Linked DNA regions of Arachis hypogaea: region 2 is linked to region 1. The links are chromatin contacts, called in public Hi-C maps. All regions are on one chromosome and are shown on one strand. The core of a region is the stretch at or near the end of the contact, and the rest is flanking DNA. Distances in the headings are between cores, read along the strand shown.

The links. Hi-C and Micro-C count contacts between places; a contact is called where the count stands out from the background.
Region 2: a Hi-C map of an unstated tissue shows a contact between it and region 1, with 2.7 times the contacts expected there. The contact joins the enhancer-like site here to the promoter of LOC112744087 in region 1. A contact is called at or near these places in 2 of 8 Hi-C or Micro-C datasets (leaf and an unstated tissue).

Annotation. Positions count from the first base shown.
Region 1 is chr14:127,748,888-127,752,049 of arahy.Tifrunner.gnm2.J5K5, forward strand. LOC112744087 (acyl-CoA hydrolase 2) reads right to left here and starts at 1,387. Exons shown (of 17, transcript XM_025793576.3): 1 at 1,234-1,387; 2 at 1,051-1,143. The coding sequence starts at 1,252. LOC112744089 (beta-amylase 7) reads right to left here. Exons shown (of 11, transcript XM_025793580.3): 11 at 2,846-3,162.
Region 2 is chr14:127,924,947-127,928,129 of arahy.Tifrunner.gnm2.J5K5, forward strand. No RefSeq gene overlaps it. Among protein-coding and RNA genes, the nearest start is that of LOC140178891, 8.9 kb to the left of the region's middle. Within about 2 kb of position 1,760, at least 1 of the 3 cell types and tissues checked has open chromatin away from gene starts, as enhancers often do.

The DNA of each region.
Region 1 (3,162 bases), core at 137-2,636:
AAGGAAATTTGCATTTTAATAGTTTTAATATAAACATAATTTGTAACATAACACTACAAGTCTATTATAGTGTCGACTATGTAGTCTACTTGGACAATATTGAGCTGTCCTGATAGTAAAAACACCCAGTAAAAGGAATGACTATGTTAGTCATCTTATCAAAAGTAGTATAAGCCCTGCCCATGTGTTTAAAATTCAACATAAATATACAGTCATCGTTTCAAGAAGGTTATATAAGATAGAGCGGCACCTGATAACAAATGGTAAAGGAAGATCAAGATTGACAAAACCATTCATGTAATATAGAAACAAAAGCAACAACAGTTCCAATTCATTGTAATTGATTAATTAACATGTTGGTTAACCATATTAAAAGACATGACCAGATAGAAACTAGGCAATCATTGGCTTATCAAAGTAAGATTCAGTTTCTAGTGGTTTAACTACACACACAAACCATGTATCAAGGTTGTTATATTACTCCAAAAGGAAAAAATTAAAGTTCCATGCTATAAACAAAATTGGGTAAATTACCAAAATGATACTTGAAATTTATAGTTTTATGAAAATATCTTCAAAGATACCAACGACAAATAAGGCAAAAGATTTAAAAATGTGACAAAAATAACCAGGCATTATAGACAGTACTTTAGAGATCGGATTGTGACATGGTTTTTTTTGTAAACATAATTAGGAAAATATGATCTTTTCATATAAAATTTGGTTATTTTAGTCCAAGTGAATTATTTTGTGATTTGTTTTTGAATGATCGAGAATTTTATATAAAAGGAAAAATTTTGCTTCGATTTTTGCCTATACCTTTTAAATAGTTATTCAGATGTTCCAAAAATTTTGGATTAAATGCACAAGTCATTTGCAATTGAAGTTCATATCTTTACTAGATGCTTTTGTGGCTACATGAACTTTCAGATATACCATTTAGTAGTTTACCCAACAAAATTTCAACATGATTCATTAGCAGGGAGTTCTAATCCATCAATCAAACAAGTTCTAACTTTTCAAAAACTCAAAATCAAGGATAATTATTACCATAGTGCTTAACAATCACAAGCTGAGAAATCTTCCTGACGGAGGAGCTAGGAAGTCTCTGTAGCAGAGGAACACACCCGAGGAACTCAAACACTGCTAAGATCAAACGAAACGCGCAAATTAGAATATTCTCAGCATCGAAATCGAAGAAGATGAATAGAATTTGGTGAGAGAGTCACATACCTTGTTCTTCCTTGGCCATTGAGCTCAGCCAATGAACCTAAAGGTAGAGAGAAAGAGAGAAAGTTACTTACACACTGCGAAAGTGTGAAGATCAGTGTCTTTGGCAGTGTACGGTCAAAATTGATCACCTTTTCTTACTGTCACTGAAACTTTATTTGACATTTGAAAATTATGTATTAAACACGTGAATTATAATTTCTGCGTTTGTAATATTTTATTTATGGCTGTACACCATCATGCATTAGATAATGGATTTGGAACTAAATTGTTTATGTAATAACTAATAAATAAGGAATAATATTTTATTGAATTTAGTTAACATCTGTCCTAAAAATAATAGTACATAATAAACTTGTCAGTAATAAAAAAATTTAAAAATTTATTCAATAAATACAAAATAAATATATTAAAAATTTAATTTTTTATATTTTTAATAAAAAAAATTTTAATTTGTAAACTTAATATATACCCTAAAGTACAAGATATGTAAATCCTATTTTATTTTGTCCATCACACTCATCATTCTAGAAAAGAAAATTATACAGGTATTGAAAAAAAAATTAATGTATAAGAATTAATTAAAAATGTATCGAAAAATAAATTTATCGTACAAGAATTCAATTACATCGAATTTATTCTTAATATATAAAAGTAGATATATAAGTTTATCCACATTACTTTTAAAACATCTTTTTCTTTTTACTAATGTCATATCAACAGCATCGTTTACTTGGCAAAATATTAGAATCAACCACTCAATTTTTGTCAAAATCGACTATTATTTTCAAGTCAGCAAAAAAAAAATACAAAAATTTGTAATAAAATTTGTAACCTACAAAAACATTCAATCCATATCCATATATTTATTATATCTCACCGTTATAAATAACACAATAAATTTATAACTCCAATAATTAATTTGTTAATTTCTATAAATAACTCATTAAATATAATAAACATTCATATTGTAATAATAATATTAATAATCATAATAAATTTTACGTTACAAATATTCAAATTTCATACTATTTCAACTAATTATATAAGTTTCCAATCACTATTCCCAAGAAAAATCTATTTTCGAACTACACAACATTTCAAACTTACTCAATGGAGTATCATTATTTGGACAATATCACCAAACAAAAAGACAATTGATTTCAACTAAAACAAATACAAAAATCAAATCACCAAATAAAAATATCACTTTATACAACTCCAACATCCAATTTTAAACAAAATAGCTTTTAAATTTAACTTTAATTTACATATATTTAATTTAAATTTACAAAATTTATTATATACTATTATTAATTTACTATTAATTTACCGTCCGCGCATCTCATTCTAGTTAATGTTTATGCTTGCAATGCTAAACGCTAACGACAATTTCATTGTTCTGGTATGTTTAGTGCGTTTGTTTCCAAAGCAAATTAATTTATTATCTAAAATTATTAATAAAAATATATTATTTTATATTTGTTAAAGTTTTAAATAAATTTTTAAGAATAATTTTTAAAATTTTTACAATTTTTATTCGCATCTCCAAATATGCATATTTGATAAAATTTTAGTTCCCATCCCAAATTTTAATTTCATAACTCCAGCGAAATATAAAATGATAACCTAGCATATAAACTTGTATACATCATAAAGTAGCATGTACGAAAATAATAGTTCACTGTAGCTAACACAAGCTCAGTGAGTTTGCACAATGATGTATGCACAAATTTTACATCCCGGTATTAACGGATGTTTCTTTGATAAAATACAAGAAAATGAATAAAGAAAAATAGCTTATTTTAATCTATTTCTACAGCTACTTGGGCATCAACTAGTATCTGTGGTAGCAAATGACTATCTTTACCCTTCTATGCTTATGTAACTGGCTACTCCAACATTTTCACATGGGAAAATAATACACTGTAC
Region 2 (3,183 bases), core at 510-3,009, 180 kb after region 1:
CGACAGTTCATTTGACTACACATAGCTTCAGTTGCACGAACAAGAATTAACATTAATAGCAGAAAACTAAATTCAAAGCTTAAGAACTGGAACCGCAAGATCTAAATCAGTGAAAATAATGAGTAACGCAAACGCAAAGATCTAACTTGGAAGAGAATGAAATGAAGGAGTTGTAAGAGAGAGCACAGTAAATCGAAGCTGCGAATGAGTCGACTCGGCGATACCTGAAGGAGCAGATCGAAGCTGCAAGGATCTGAGTCAAAGAGCGAGTTCGTGAGCCCTAAATTGAAAATGAGAGAGAAAGATAGAAAGCTATAGGTATGAGCCTTTCTCTTCTCTGAACAACATAGAAAGGGATAGAAGATCTGAGTCAAAGAGCACAGTTGCTTGATCTGAACTGTAGCAGCGAGGGCGGCAGCGACCGCTACGGCGAAGCTTTGCGGTGAGGTTAGGCTCTCTTCTCTAACACGTCTTTCTTTGGTTTTTCTGAATCCCTTATTTGAGTTATTTCTTTAGTTTAGATACAAGATTATTTTACTAAAAATAATACTAGCCATAATTTTATGGCCACTAAAAATACTTTATTAAAAAGGTAATGATAGTAATAATAATTATTATTATTACAATATAATTTTAATAAGAATAATACTGGCCATAATTTTATAGCCACTAAAATTTTTTCACTAAAAAATATTTTAATGATAATAATATTAGTCATAATTCTATGGCAAATATATTAGTGGCAATAAAGATAATTACCGCAATAAGATATAGTAACAACGGCAAATATATAATTGTCACAAAAACATAATTAAAATTAAGAAATTAATGGCTATTATGTTATTGCCACTAAAAATTTGTCGCTAAAACATATTTTTTTTGTAGTGTAAATAACCAATAATGAGGGAAGAGACATTAAAATCTAAAAACGAGTTTGAAAGAAATATATTACTCAATAGCAATGTTTCTGCAAGGATATACCAGAAAATCAACTTACCTGCCAGGAGTATACTCATAGGTACTCCGAAGTCTTAAGTTTTGTGATTGGCAGCAACAAATGTCTCTATGAGTTATAGATGAAGAATAAGGATTTGAGTGTCATAGATAATTAGAAAAAAAATTATGTTAAAAAAAAGGAAATAAATGAAAAAATAATGTAAGGATATATTTATCTCTTCACAAAAAAGATTTGGTCCTTTTTTTTTAAATATTAAAAAATAAGTCTTTCTAAATAATTTTAAAATTAAAGGTCCTTTTTAATAATTAAATCTTCTTAATGGTCCTTTATAATAATTTTTCCTATTTTTAATTTGTATTTATATTTTAACATGTATTTATATTAATGGATGATTTTAATGACTGATTTTAATATACACGTAACATAATCGTAATTAATATTATAATTCTCTCCTTAAAAGGAAAATAATAATTATAATATAAGACATTAAATTCTTAATATTGAATTATTACTTAGGAATTAAGTTAAGTGATGTTGAATTGTTGTTTTTTTTTTCAATATTTTTAAATTATAACATTTTTTTTAAAATTTAAAACAACTTTCAATCATCCAATTAGATCTTTAGAACTTTAGACACATTTGAGTCCAATATTTTAGTATTAGATATCGTGTTTTTTTTGTAAAAAAAACTACAATAATTAATTGAATTCTTTTTTCTCTAGAAGCTTATTCAAACACACTCATCCAGCAGTCATCCTTTCGTAGCATTATATTTTAATTTAATGACAGTAAATGATGATAAACCAAAATGCCACTATAGACGAAATTTACGCAGGGATCGGGGGAGACCAGAGTAATTGAGGAGAGAGAAATGAAAGAAGAGAAATTATTGCAAATTTGCAATGTATTCATTATTCATGGCGGTATAGATAACAATGTCAACGGAATACTCCTATTAATTCTTGAAGTTATATTTGTATTTTAATTTAATTTTTAAAATTTTAATTTATTTAATTTAGCACTAATACATATTATTTTTTTATTTTATTTTTGTTATAAGATAATTAATGATGTGATAAAAGAGATTAATAATGGTCCAATTAAATCTTTTAACGGTTATCTAAAATGACAATAAAAAATATTTTAATTTTAAATTTCTTAAAAAATATTTAAAATCTTAATTCTAATTTTACTTAAATATATATGTTAAAAGTTTTTTGAGCAAATTAGAATAAAATATTTTAATTATTATATCACATAGTTATTAGAAAATTTAGGCCAATAGAATAATTATCAATCTATCTAAGCACACGATTAACAGGTAATAAAAATAAAATCAAAGACTAACATAAATTACAAATGCTAAATTAAAAGTCTAAATTAAGGTATAAGTATAATTTTAAAGATTAATTTAAATATTAATTCTAAAATTTCACAAGAATTTGATATTATTTGATGAAATATGTTAAATTTATACAAAAAATTAATTATTAAATTAATTATTAATATAAAATATATGTTAAAATATAAAATATATATAAATATATAATAACTAATTTGATAACGGATTCCTTTTATACGTATATATAATATTTTTGTTGTTTGACAATCTATAAATTTTTGTTGTTTGATAGATGCAAGCTCTTCCGATCCATATATGGTCATTTATAAAGCTTGTATAATGAATTATAATACCTAAGGCTATGTTTGATTGGAAGAAAAGAAATAGAGAAGAAGGAAATAGAAAAGAAAGAAAAAAAAAAAGAAATTAAATGAATTTTTATTTTTTTTAGATGTGTTTGGATGAAAAAAAAATAAAAAAAAATATTATAAAAAAATAATTTTATCTCTATATTATAAAATATATTTAAAAAATAAAAAAATAATATTAAAAATAAAAAAAATATTAATTTTTTCTCTATTTTCTTTTTAATGTTAGAGAAAAAAAAATAATAGATCCCATCAATTTTTTTTCATTCATTTTTTTTTTTAATTTTCCTTCTCAATTAAATAATAAAAAATAATCATTTTCTTTCCTCTCTTTTCTTTCCTTTTATTTTCTTCTCAAAACAAAGATTGTTGTGATGGCAAAACACACAACCTTATTTTGTTGGGTGTATTACCCATTAATATAATATTACCTCACTCATCAGCTCTTTGTCCTAGGAGCTTATCCATAATTCACGCTTTATATCTTAAAAAAAATACCAAAATAGTCGGTTGTT